3 separate regions of the Mus musculus genome follow, and regions 1 and 3 are each linked to region 2. The links are chromatin contacts, called in public promoter capture Hi-C maps. All regions are on one chromosome and are shown on one strand. The core of a region is the stretch at or near the end of the contact, and the rest is flanking DNA. Distances in the headings are between cores, read along the strand shown.

The links. Promoter capture Hi-C pulls out the DNA fragments that hold promoters and counts their contacts. Capture Hi-C pulls out chosen DNA fragments and counts their contacts.
Region 1: a contact with region 2 is called in a promoter capture Hi-C map of adipose tissue. The contact joins the promoter of Ak4 here to the promoter of Raver2 in region 2. A contact is called at or near these places in 1 of 39 promoter capture datasets (the C10 cell line), 1 of 484 Hi-C or Micro-C datasets (embryonic stem cells) and 2 of 9 other capture datasets (adipose tissue and liver).
Region 3: a promoter capture Hi-C map of hippocampal neurons shows a contact between it and region 2, with 4 times the contacts expected there. The contact joins the enhancer-like site here to the promoter of Raver2 in region 2. A contact is called at or near these places in 4 of 39 promoter capture datasets (cranial neural crest, embryonic stem cells, frontonasal cranial neural crest and 1 more) and 6 of 115 datasets of contacts at active chromatin or transcription factors (embryonic limb bud, embryonic midbrain, embryonic stem cells and 2 more).

Annotation. Positions count from the first base shown.
Region 1 is chr4:101,416,465-101,420,958 of GRCm38.p6, forward strand. It overlaps Ak4 (adenylate kinase 4), which reads left to right and starts at 3,239. Exons shown (of 5, transcript NM_009647.5): 1 at 3,239-3,501. The coding sequence starts at 3,357.
Region 2 is chr4:101,067,263-101,071,421 of GRCm38.p6, forward strand. Raver2 (ribonucleoprotein, PTB-binding 2) reads left to right here and starts at 1,776. Exons shown (of 12, transcript NM_183024.1): 1 at 1,776-2,067. The coding sequence starts at 1,852. Gm35956 (a long non-coding RNA gene) reads left to right here and starts at 2,075. Exons shown (of 2, transcript XR_867959.2): 1 at 2,075-4,159.
Region 3 is chr4:100,587,312-100,591,922 of GRCm38.p6, forward strand. No RefSeq gene overlaps it. Among named protein-coding and RNA genes, the nearest start is that of Ube2uos, 62 kb to the left of the region's middle. Within about 2 kb of position 1,435, at least 61 of the 459 cell types and tissues checked have an H3K27ac peak or open chromatin away from gene starts, as enhancers often do. A contact at or near this core is called in embryonic limb bud, hippocampal neurons and neural tube, where this site is marked.

The DNA.
Region 1 (4,494 bases), core at 1,989-4,488, 350 kb after region 2:
TCCAGAAAGCACTTCTGTTTGCCAACTGTCTTTTTTGAGGTTCCTGGACAAACAGCCAAGTTCCTCACCAACAGCACAGTGGTTCCTGTGGTGAACTATCAGAGCCCTCCTGCTGAATGGAGGACCCAGGGAAGGTGGCTCCCTTTGCATTTTGGGATAGGGTTTCTCATTGAACCTGGAACTCATTAGTTTGCCTGGACTGGTTGGCCAATAAGCCTCGGAGATCCTGCCTCTCTTCCTGCTGTCACTATGTCCAACCATCAGTACACAGGTGCTGTGGGCTGAACTCAAGTCGTCATGCCTTGGTGGCACACACTTTGCAAGTGAGTCACCTTCTGGCCCTCAGCAAGATGTTTTAACAAGCTCTCTAGGTGGTTCTGATGTAGGCTCTTGTCTAACAATCCCTGTAAGGAGCTATCAGCTGCTTTTATTACAGAGCATATGGCAAGAACCTAAGAGATGTAAGCCCCCTCACACTGGAAGCCTTTCTTTTTGTTCTTCGGCAAAAGGCTCATCGAAGGAGCCCACAGTAAAATCTATAGCACACGGGGGTATTTTAGGAAATGAGTCTACGGAACAAACGTTGGCACAGGGGGTTGGTGGCCTGAGCGTGTCGTCTTGCCAAGACTGTGTGGAATGGCAACGAGGGAAGCTGGATTGGCAAGATACCATATCAGGCTCTGTCTCCTGCCTCCGTCACACACTACAGCCGGGAATCTAGGAGGCTCTTTCCCACGGATTCCTCACTACACTGTGTCTCACCATCTCTCAGTTATGCTCAGAATTCTGCAAAGGATTTCAGCAAAGCAGGCAGGCCCCTTAGGAAGGAGGTGGGACACACCGAGGTGGGCAAGTAGCAGAGATGGGTTTTTACTTTAGCAGTGTTCCTTGTAACTGCAGAGAAAATAGAAGGGTGTAGAAGACAGATGTACAGGTGATCATCCCAGTATTTGGATGAGAAACTGAGGGCTTTCATGTAGCAGAATTGAGAGTAGGCAGCAGGGCTTGGTGACCCGTTACTATAATCCTGGTAGCAGCCTTATTTATAATAGCCAGAAGCTGGAAAGAACCCAGGTGCCCCTCAACACAAGAATGGATACAGAAAATGTGGTACATTTACACAATGGAGTACTATTCAGCTATTAAAAAGAATGAATTTATGGAATTCCTAGGCAAATGGATGGATGGACCTGGAGGGCATCATCCTGAGTGAGGTAACCCAATCACAAAAGAACTCACATGATATGTACTCATGAAAAGTGGATATTAGCCCAGAAACTTAGAATATCCAAGATATACCATATAATTTGCGAAACACAGGAAACTCAAGAAGAACGAAGACCAAAGTGTGGACACTTTGCCCCTTCTTAGAATTGGGAACAAAACACCCATGGAAGGAGTTACAGAGACAAAGTTTGGAGCTGAGACGAAAGGATGGACCATCTAGAGACTGCCATCCTCGGGGATCCATCCCATAATCAGCCTCCAAACGCTGACACCATTGCATACACTAGCAAGATTTTGCTGAAAGGACCCTGATAGAGCTGTCTCTTGTGAGACTATGTCGGGGCCTAGCAAACACAGAAGTGGATGCTCACAGTCAGCTATTGGATGGATCACAGGGCTCCCAATGGAGGAGCTAGAGAAAGCACCCAAGGAACTAAAGGGATCTGCAACCCTATAGGTGGAACAACAATATGAACGAACCAGTACCCCTGAGCTCTTGACTCTAGCTGCATATGCATCAAAAGATGGCCTAGTCGGCCATCACTGGAAAGAGAGGCCCATTGGACATGCAAACTTTATATGCCCCAGTACAGGGGAACGCCAGGGCCAAGAAGTGGGAGTGGATGGCGACGGAGTGGGGGAGGATATGGGGGAACTTTTGGGATAGCACTGGAAATGTAAATGAAAAAAAAATACCTAGTTAAAAAAAAAAAGGCAGTGGCAAAAGCATGGTGAGTTCAAGACCATCCTGGGCTGTGAAGAGAAGCCCTGTCTCAAACAAATCAAAGCAAAGGCTGAGGCATGTGGGAGTATTGGTTGGTATGTGAGGGGCAAGGAAAAGAAAGCCGCCGTTTGAGGTGGTGAGCAGAGTCGAGAGTATTATATCCTTGGCAAAGAAGCCCTGGGATCCTCTGTCCTTCTCTCTCTTCCTCGGAGTACAGCCAAAGTCATCCTTCTCTTCCTCCTCTTCAGGGCGCTGGCATTGGATGGAGCCAGTCAAGGTTTTAAAACTTTGGCTGCAACTATGGGGCCAGGATTCGATCATTTGTTGTTGTTGTATATCAAGCAAAAAGAAGAGCGTTGGGTATACAATAGATCTTTTTTTACTTTTTTTTTTTTTTTTTTTTTTTGAGATTAGGTCTCAATAAGTAAGTAATAAGTTCAGGCCCGCCCACAACTTTCTACTCTTGCCAGGGCCTGCAGTGAACACTGGTGTAAACCACCCTGGTTTAAGGGACAGTCTCAGGCGTTTTGATTCCCTCACAGGGATTAAAACAAAGAGATCTCCACTTTACACTGCTAAGTATATGAACGAATGGTGCGTACATATTCCAAGCCTTCCTCCATCGGTACCTGTAAAGGTTGCATAATAAAATCACACAGCCTAGAATTGGACACAGGGTAGGCGCTCAACAAGTTGTGTTTTTCCTTCCCCTTGACAATAGACCGGGTCCCCAGGCGGTTCCTTTCTCTCTGGGCGTCTTCATCTCCGTTCGCCCCCGCAGCCTCAGCCTGGCTCCGGACACGCCGGGAGGGGAGAGGAGGGGGCGCGGCGGCGGTAGCGTGGAGCCGGCTCCCGGCTTACGTAAGAAGCAGCGAGTCCCGCGCGGCCAGCCCGGCAGAGGCGGCGCCGCCCAGCGGGATCCGGGCTAAGTCTGGCCGCGCTCCTTTCCACCGAGGTGTGTGTCTCCCCGGCTGCTCGGGACGGAGGTGGGCCCCTCCAGTTGCAGGCAGCGGCCACTGTGGGGGGAAGCGACAGTCACCGAGAAGCGCCCGGAGAGCTGCTCCCACTCTGCCCACGTGCGGGGACCGGCAGGGGCTTCCCGGAGTTGCGCGCCTGGACTGGGCAGCAGGGAAGGACTCGGGTGGGTCTGACTGACCTCTGACCCCAGAGGGCCGAGCTTGCAGGCCGGGGGATGGGAGTGGGGGTGGGGTGGGGGCTGCGACGGTTCACCGGAGCGGCCGGGGCCCGAGGAGGTGGCGGAGGGCGGGGCCGAGGGGCGGGGCAGTCTTTAAAGCCTCTCCTTTCCCCTGTAGGGGTGGCAGGCGAGTCCCCGCGTGCGGAGGGTGTCGAGGCAGGGGCTGCTGGGCAAAGTGCGCGGGCTGCCGTCCTGGCCACCGCCAAAGCCATGGCTTCCAAACTCCTGCGCGCGGTCATCCTCGGGCCGCCCGGCTCTGGCAAGGGCACCGTTTGCGAAAGGATCGCCCAGAACTTTGGCCTCCAGCATCTCTCCAGCGGCCACTTGTTGCGGGAGAACCTCAAGACCGGCACGGGTGAGGAGCTAAGGCGGGGGGAGTGAGGGTAGAGACGAGTCTGGCGGGTTGGTCGGGCCGGGAGCAGGGCGGTCGCGGGCTCGGGTCCCCTCGGCGCCGGCGCCCTGCCCCCGCCCGCGTGTGCCCGTGCGGGCTTGTACGTGCCGCGGCGCATGCAGCCGGCCGCCAGCCTGCCCGCCCGCCCGCGCTGCTTAACCGCGCCCGGGGGAGGCCGAGGCTGCTCGGCAGCGCCTCGGACTGCACTGGCCGCACGCGCGTGGGAAGGGACCCTGCACGGCAGGCCGAGGGAAACGCGAGCCTCTCGGCGGGGACCCTAACTGGCCTCTCGTGCCGCCTGCCGAAAGCCGAGCCCCTGGGTTCCCAGTTGTGGTCCTTCTCAACCGCGGGTCGCCTTCCCCCGCGAGGAGACGAGCACCGCGCCGCCCACCTGTGGGAGTCGCGGCCGCTGGCGCTCTGGGACTCTGCGGCTCGCTCCCCCACGGCCTCTCGCGCGCGCTCCAGCCTGGAGCTAAGTGCTGCGTGGCGGTGAAAGGCCTGTGGTCGGTGCAGGCGGCCGCGACGAACTGTCCCTGCTAACCCCCCCCCCCCCTCCTCAAGCCCAGCTTGGCCGCCTGCAGACCCGGAGACTTGTTCTGAAAGATTGCATTTTGAGTGCAGCTTTGCTGCAAGTGGCCTTTTGAGGTTGTCCCTTGGCGGATGCGGTGAAGTTGGGGGTCTAGATCGCCCCATCACTTAGTCTTGCAAGTGTCTCCCTTCTCCCCTCTTCCTCGGTTCCAAAGAAGGTGAGTTATCCGCGTGCTACTGTGGGGCGCAGACCATCCTGGGATGCTGATGAGTGTTAATTAGCAAACCCCTTATGAAATGTGTTGCCCATAAGATCCTTCCCTATTTCTGTTCTCATTTGTGTGCACGGTGGTTATGGCTTGTTATGGGTTAATTGTTAATAAATCTGCATTTCAGAAGCACCTAGGATCATGAACAGGTGGGTGGAGG
Region 2 (4,159 bases), core at 526-3,025:
CTTCTGTTACATTGACCTCTCTGCTAGGGTGACTCTGTCCTTGAATGGTGGACTGAAATAAGCCTCTTCTCCCTTAATTTGCTTTGGTTGGAGATTTTGTTTTGTTTTTAAATCAGAGCAACATGAAAAAAAAAATAAGCTGACATGTTTATAAGGTGTACTTCCCATTATCAGTTAAAAAACGACCTGCGGCGGTACTGGGTGCATTTACAGCTTTTGCCAACCGTCACCTCTCTATAGTTCCAGAACATGTCTATTGCTTCACGGGGACATGTGAGCCAGTGGAGCCATTGCGTTCCATGGCCTGCTCTGCTCAACCCTTGCCTAGCTCTTGGTTTTGCTCTGTGGATTTACCTGATGAGAAGAATCACACAGTGAGTGACTGTCGTCTCTATCTTCTTTCACCTAATGATCTGGAGGTTCACCTACCTTTTGGCAGCCTTCGCCTTCCTTTTATAGCTGAACAATATTCCACTGTGGGTACAGACTGTAATAGGCCTATTGGATCTTCTCTCTGTGTCTAGGGAATAGGGTTGTAAATACTGGGGCACCGCCCTCACTCATGTTAATGATGTAAGTATTCTAGAACAGTCTGAGGACTATTAACCGTAATTTTGGGGTAGAGTGATTACAGATGACTTATTTTTATAATATTTAGAACATTGAGCCTAATCACACCAGCTTCCATTTCTTCATGTGTAATGGGAAGAAAATAAGCTTTGCCTAATTGGATTTTTTTTAAAGGGAAGCACTGTAACATACTTAGAAATATGTGGGTGGCACCTGCTCAGTACTGAATTTATGATTTTATTCATTTGATGTGTGTGTGTGTTTCTCTGGAAGCCAGAAAAGTGCATTGGATCCGCTGGAGGCAGAGTTACAGGTAGTTGTGAGCCATCTGACTTGGGTACTCGAATTAGTACTGTGGTCCTCTGCAAGAGCAGCAAGTGCCCTAAAGCGATACGCCATCTCTCCAGCCCTTTCATGATATTTAAAGCATTTTCCTTTAACAGATCACTTGCTGGGTTAAACAGGCTTTTTTTTTTTTTTTTTTTTTTTTGTGCATTTTCATGGGGCACACTTAAGTAAGGTGTGTGTTCCTATTTGCTAATAGTCATTACAGCTGGTGAGAGTTGAAGGGTATTTATTATATTTTGTAGATCTCACTTTAACTAGGTATATCTTTCCACAGTATGTCTCCTTCCAAGTTTCAATTCAAATAATCAAGGAACTTATTCCCCTGCCTTCTGCCGAAGCTGTCCTAGTCTTTGTTTCAGCTTTGATTTGTGTTGCAAATACAACTAGCCAGGTTGTCATCTTAGGCCGCAAAGGGACCGATGAAAGATAATGATTTCTTATACACAACCAGGAAAATTTGTTATGCTCAGGTCTTACTAAATAATACCAAACCTTCCCCCAGAATATTTTTAGATAAATCTCATATGTTATTTTTCATCGAAAACTTAACTTTGCCAAATGCGCACTTCTTGATGTGTCAGAATTGAGGCCAGGAGTTCTCTGGCCTGCGCAGTGGCGCCTGAGGCCCTCGGATTTGAGAGGCGAGGCCGAGCGCGGCGAGCTAGGGGTAGTGTTGGTAGGGGTTCGAGTCCCACCATGTTACCGCGTCCTAGATTCCGCAGGTGTCCTGCAGGGGGAGGGGGCGGAGCGTCGGGGGCGTGGCTGGATAGGGCGTGTCTCCGGGCTCCGCCCCTCCCGCGTCGGCGGCTGCGGCGCCTCCCCCGCCCGCGCGCCCTTGCTCCGCGTCCGGCCCGCCTCGCCCCCGCGCGGCCTCTCCGCTTTCTCTCCCGCTTCGCTCCGGCCTCTCCGAGTCTGCAGCGGGGCGCCGGGAAGATGGCGGCGCGGGGAGGCGGCGCGGGGGGCGCGGGCTCGGGATCCGGACCCTCTGCTGGGACGGCGGGGGAGGCCGCGGAGCCCGCGCTGCGCCCGGGGGAGGTGGCTGCGCTGCACCCCCAGGAGGTGGCTGCACGGCTGCAGCGGATGCGACGGGAGCTGAGCAACCGGCGGAAAATCCTAGTGAAAAACCTGCCCCAGGACAGCAGCTCCCAGGTATGGGCACCGGGCCGGGGTGACCGGGGCGGGTTTGGGGACACCGCAAAACCGGAGGAGACCGTAATGGTCCCGGCGCCTAGGAGAGAAGGAGGTATGCGCACCGAGCCCAGAGCCCTTTGCCTCGACGAAGCCTTTCTGCAGCCAGCGAGAGCAGCGTGTTGGGAAACTGAGGCTGGGCAAGGCGGAGCGGCTCGTGCAAGGTCAGGGGGTTCTGGGGCGGATGCTGCCACGTCTGGTCTGTACTTTGTGTTCCCTCCAGCCCAAGGCGGTGTTGAAGGTGAAGGCGCGTGGTGGGGAGCTGAGGAGCTCAGATTTAGGGGGCTGGCTTCCGGAGCCCCTCGAGAAGGGAAGGGGTCCCGCGTAGGGTGTTGGGGACTTGGATTGCCACGGGGGCGGGGTCACGGGAAAGCTGGGCGAGTTCTTCTGCAGAAGCACTTGACCAAGTTTGTATGAAACAACTTTGCTCCGCTTGTTAAGGCCGCAGAGAGCAGAGGCTGATACTGCGCCGGCAGTCTTGCAGCCTTCTGCCAAACCAAGTATGGCAGGATTTGTTTCTGTGCTTGCGCGGAGTTTAAAGCTAAGCAGCTCGCAGTCTTTAATCCAGATTAACTGTTGCTTCTTGGATTAGAAAGCCCGAGTCGACTTAACTTCTTTTTTTTTTTTTCCCTGATTGCGAAAGTTAAAATCTTATTGTAGGAGCGCTAGAGAATTTGAAGGATTTTCTCGGGATTCATATTCATTCATTCTCATTCATAGCCCTCCCCATTTTTTTCTCTCTGTTTTTCCCTCTTTTCCTCTCCTTTCTTTCTTTGAGACAGCGTGCCAAGTATCCCCAGGCAGGCCTTGAATTTCTGATCCTCCTTTCTCCACCTACCATGTGCTAGGATTTCAGGTGTGTACCACAGGCTCGGCGCAACAGTCCTGCATGCATGAGAGAGTGTGTGTTTATTACTCCCAAGACTTCATGAATGCATGCAACACTCTACCAACTGAACTATAACCATGTTGTCTTTCTTCCTTTTCTTGTGCACAAGTATGCACATGCATTTGTTTTTGTTTTTTATCAAAAACATGAAACAATGTAGCATTCTTTAGGTTTCCTACAGTTTTCCTGAAGATGCTTGTACGTTGCATGTATAGGTATTTGGTGTAAACTAGATCTGCCTTGATAGGTCGGACCACGGAAGGAATTTCATAAACCCACCCTATTCTGTTATGAAATTCCTCATACAGAGTTCATACAGAGTTGCAAGAGGACTGGTTAGTGACAGTTGCATGTTCTCTGTGACTTATAGAATATGATAATGCCTACCTCATTACCATTGGTAGACTTTCTGTAGATATAATAAACATAAGCCTACAACCTCATAAGGTATTTAGGTGGTGGCATCTCACCATTCAACTTAAGAGGTGCCACAGAGCCTACTTCCCTCTGTCAGGTGGTGGTTTTGGGTTGCCACCTGAAGGTCCTCTACACTGGAAAAACAGCCTTCCTGCTCCTGAATGGGGAAGGTCTCCGTGGAGCTCAGGGAGAGGGGGGCTTGGGAGAAGCAGATGGCATCTACAGAACAAATTAAAGAACTATGGACTCTGTGATAGACAAGCTAGCAGAAGATGGAGAAGTGTCTGGATTTCCTCTGCAGAATGTCAGCTATTTCTGTTGTAACATTCCCCTTCCTGAAGTCTAAAAACACTTAATGCAAATTCAAGGCTGTTCTGTGTGTTCTTGCTTCACTGTTAGCTTTTGCATTTCTGTTCCCAAAAGAGGTGGAAAAGAAACCCAAGGGTCTGAGGAACTATTTCAATCCTACCTCATCTAAATGCTGACAGAAGGTTTTTAGACACTCACATCTGCGATTGTTTGGGGGTAGGGACATTTTTCCCCCTCGGTTTTAAACTTACAGCTACTCTAAATCTCAGGATTTTTTCTGTAAAAAGTAGCTAGTTTATTTGCATAAATGAGCGAATAAAATTGATTTAAACTAAGATGTCTCAGTAAAGTCATTTAAATTTTGCATCAAGCTCAATTCTCATGTGCCCCCCCCCCCAACACATACACACTTAAAAGAACTGGAGAGATTCACTCAAA
Region 3 (4,611 bases), core at 185-2,684, 480 kb before region 2:
TGGAAAGGAGACCAACCCTGAGTAAAGTCCCCCTCAGTTCCTCTTGCTTCCCTGGCAATCCAAGGAACTGTTATGTTTCAAATTTTCACTAAAACTAAAAGAGGCCTAATTTTGTTTGTATTCTTTGATCCATGTATTATTTAGAAGTTGTTTTTAGTAAATATTTGGAGATTGCCCAGAGATCTTTCTGCTTTTGATTTCTAAAATAATTCCATGTGGAACGAGAATGTTTCCTAAAATATCATAAGAGTTCTTTCATTACCAAGCTATGGCTATATTTTCTATTTTTAGCTGCCAATGGAAAAATATGTCAAAAATACATGCAAGCTGAAATAGAAACATTTAGAAACAAAACAGTTCTAGTTTGAGAGAATTTCTTACTCTTTACCCCACAGGCAACAGCAGGGGTTGCTGGTGGGGGATTCCAAATTTGGAGTCTGACATCAAGAGCCAGTCACATGCTTGCAAACTGTGGCCAGGGGATAGGAGTTAACCCACTTTCACACTGGTTTCTCTAGTCCAGCAGGATAGGCAATAATGAATGACACCTCAGTTGTTAAGGCTGCTGAGAAGACCAAAAAAAAAAAAATGCACAAATGCATTATAAAATACTAAAAGCAGCGGCGCAGACCTGCAGTGAGCCTTGTGCATTTCATAAAAGAAGTTGTACTTCTGATAATTCATCTGATAGACTATGATAGAAAAATCAGTTTCCAGAGACCTGAATTCAAACCCATCAGCTACACGGATGGCTTTGAAGAGCATCCATACATAGCACTTTGAGATGCATTTTGGTGGGAGATTTTTCTTAAATCTGCCCCTGGGGTGTGACAAGCCATTTAGTTAGGACACCTATCGCTGGAAGGGATCTCTTCGCCTTCACCACATGAGGCGAATCTGAAGCTCAAGTCTACACGAGTGTGAGTTCCAGTTTTGTGACTCACAGACTTCCGAGAAGAGAGTAGGAGAGAAGATGGGAAACTTAACTTCTAAACATCCCCCCAAAAACAGTGGTATCGGTATCACTACAGCCTAAGACAGCTTTAGAAAATCTGCCTTATTGTTCCTACTCCTCTCTCCCTGAAGGTGGCGCCCGTTAGCCGCTGTGCCCGTGCTCAGGCTCTGAGGTTCCCAGAAGCCAAGCACTTTGAAAGGCTGGCAGAAACCAAGAGCATTTATGAGTGGGACCGCTGTGCTTCCCTAGGGAAGACGTTTCCACACCGCGGGAAAGGCTTTCTAAGAGGAAATTACTCTAGCTTAACGATAGTGCTGCTCGGTAAAGTCAGAGCCAACCTGGAGAAGTCAGTCAATCCTGCCTGTCAGATGCCAGAGCCCCTGTGATCCTGCTCAATGACTTCCAGTGCCTAATGCCCGCCCTGGGAGGAGGGGGCGGGAGTGCCCTAGGTACCAACAAGAAAGCTCCCGAGCCTGATCTCCACCCAGAGCGCCTTTGCCTCCTTCTCATTACAGGTTGGGAGACTCTGAGAACACTGACAGTTCTTTTCCCTTCCTTGTCCCTTCCCCTCCCCACCCCCCTTCTCCTCTCCCTCCCTATTACCTTTCCTTTTATTCCCTTCCCTTCTTTCCCATCCCCTCCCTGTCTCTCTTCTCCCTCCCCAGGGGAAAGAAGGAGGAGGGAGAGACGCTCAAATCTTGTACTAAACAGTTCCATAGCTTAACCACCCTTCCAAACCTGTGTTCTTTCCGACTAATCTGATATCCAGATGCCAAAGCAAAGCCCACGTGGTTTGAGGTTTTTATCAGGCACGCAAAGAAAAGCTAGCTCTTGTTTGCTGCACACTGCTCTGCAGAAGAGCTGCAGGCCCCTTTTTGCTTTTATTTGTGGCCTCAAAGTCCAGACCCTCTCCCCTGTTCTTCGTCTTATTTTTGAGTTCTAGAGACCACACTGGAATCCAAACGGAAAGCGATCCCCCTAAAAGCCAAGGATAATTAAATTTACTAATTGAATTTTGTTTCAACAAATACAATTACAACATGCAATATCATCTCCTGGGGCTTTTTACATGTCTCAGGGAGGAGCCCTTGGTAACAGTGCTCCCCTGATAGAGAAAAGGGCTTTCTGCAGAGGAGAAACGGTGTGTCCCAGGCAGGTGTGCTCACAAGCCACTAGCCATTTCTAAGGGAACCTACACACTTAATATTGTCCTGGCTAACTCTACATGTGACAGACAGTTACGTTACAGCAATCTAAAATAAACCCAATGTCAATAGGGAAGGTTATTAAAAGGATATATTTACTTTAATGTTCACCAAGGTTTTAATATCTATGGATCCCCATATTATATGACTGATAGGAACACACACACACACACACACACACACACGCATAGGCACAGAGAGAGAGAGAGAGAGAGAGAGAGAGAGAGAGAGAGAGAGAGAGAGAGAGAGGTAGCAGTCCAAAAGAGGCTTAAAGAGACAGAGATTCATTTTCCTCTCAAAATCAGAAGCTCCAGGTCGCTCCTGCTCCTCTCTTGCTCCCTTGCTTTTCCCTCCCCCTTCCTCCTCCCCATTCTCTTTCCCCCTCTCTCTCCACGTGCTCATGGCCAACCTCTATTCTCTGTGTCTCTCAACTACCCTCTTAACTCCCCTCCCCATGCACTGAATAAACTCTATTCTATACTACAGAAGAAGAAGAGGAAGAGGAAGAGGAAGAGGAAGAGGAAGAGGAAGAGGAAGAGGAAGAGGAAGAAGAAGAAGAAGAAGAAGAAGAAGAAGAAGAAGAAGAAGAAGAAGAAGAAGAAGAAGAAGAAAGAGGAGGAGGAGGAAGAGGATAAGGAAGAGGAAGAAGCAGCTGCTCTGGGTCAGGTGGGGCTGGCCCCACAAAGCTGGTGGTGGGTTGACACTACCAAGGGCCAAGCTTGCTTCTTTTCCACACTTCTGTATGTGGAGTGCTGCCTTTTGTTCCAGTGCCTTTCTCAACAGGGCTGCAAGAGCTCCAGACTTTACCTCTGTTCAAGACTGAGGGGCTAAGAAAGCAGAAAGGATGATGATATTGGTTCCTATTTCCATTTAAAGCAACAGGCTACCGTAAGATGTATTCAACGCTAGAGAGCAAACTTTCCAGGAAATGTCGGCTTCTCTGTTCATCCATTCAGATATTTACTTATTGTGATTCAGGGGGTAGTTTACACCCTCTGCGCTAAAGCAAGGCTATGCATTCAAGGCTAGCCTGAGCAAATTAGTGAGGCCCTATCTCAAAATAGTAAGGAAAAGAGAAGGCTGGGGATGTCATGTGCTTACCTAGCATAACGCAATACCCAGTACCACCTAAAATAAATACATGTTTAATACATGTTCTCTCTCTCTCTCTCTCTCTCTCTCTCTCTCTCTCTCTCTCTCTCTCTCTCTCTCTGTGTGTGTGTGTGTGTGTGTGTGTGTGTGTGTGTTAGTGTTTCCATTTTTTTTTTTAAATCTTAAAGTTCTGGACATTTACACTTCAGTTAGGAGACTGAATATCTTGGACAGCCTAGGGCAGAGGGCTTTAACATCTCCTAAGAAATTGATATGAGTGGTCCTAAAGCAAGGTTCTAAGTCACATTTTCAGTCCAAGAATGGCTCAGAACACAGGAACTGTAGAATGGCTGGGCCTATTCTGATCCAGAGTTGCCTGTATTCTATGGAGGTTTGGAAACACCTCCTAAACTAGAATAGCAGACTAAATCACTGAGGGATGGACTGCAGAAGCTGCTGGTTTAAGACCAAAATCCAACCTGACCTGGCATTCTGGGAGTTGTAGTTCTTGGAAAATAACAAAGCCATAAACTGGCCAAATGGTTTTGTCCTTTAAAAAAGCCCCTATGACTCATGTCTCAATACCACTCATGGAGAATTCCAGAGGGTGGTCTTAACCAAAGTCTATTCTGGTCAGTATTTAATTAAAGTTTGGCTCAAATTTGGCTCAAAATGGTGGAACTGATTTATCTCTTGCAAATCGAAGGATTAATACTAGGACTGGCTGAGTCCAGTGGTCCCAGACAGTAATGGCTGTGTCCAGGAAAAGCTGCCATCTAAAATTCAAGAGGTGGAGCTAGGCTCCAAAGAGCACTGTGCTCCATGGACTAGAGCAGTTGGCTCCTCATCTATGGGAGTAAACAGGGCGCCGTGAGACTGGAACCTGGTAGAGAGGAGCCATCATTCAAGACTGTGCCCGATTATAAAAGTTGAGCCCCAGGACTCTGTGAAGACTGCTGCTGTGCCTCAGTGTCCAAGGGCTCCAGGTGTGCATCTCAGCTGGAGCCTCCCAGCAGCTAGGGTCATTGCCACTGTTCAATAAAAGACTGGTGGAACCCAGAAAAGCTCTATGCCCCTTTTTTCATATCTTTAACTTGGGTTTGCATCTATTAATTTAACCAAAACCTAAAGAGCCAAATCAGAAGACACCTGGAGAGTGTTCCCAGCCTCTCTAGATAGCTATTGGAAAAGGGAAGGACACTATGTAGATCAAGAGGCAGGGCTGTTCAGGTAAGAAACAGACTGCAGGAGTTTGGCCAAAACATTCACATGGTATCCTACTTCGTTCTGAGGGTGAGGGTGGGGGCATAACAGACAGACATGATTCCTAGTAAAGTAAAAGTTTTGAAAAATAAAGTG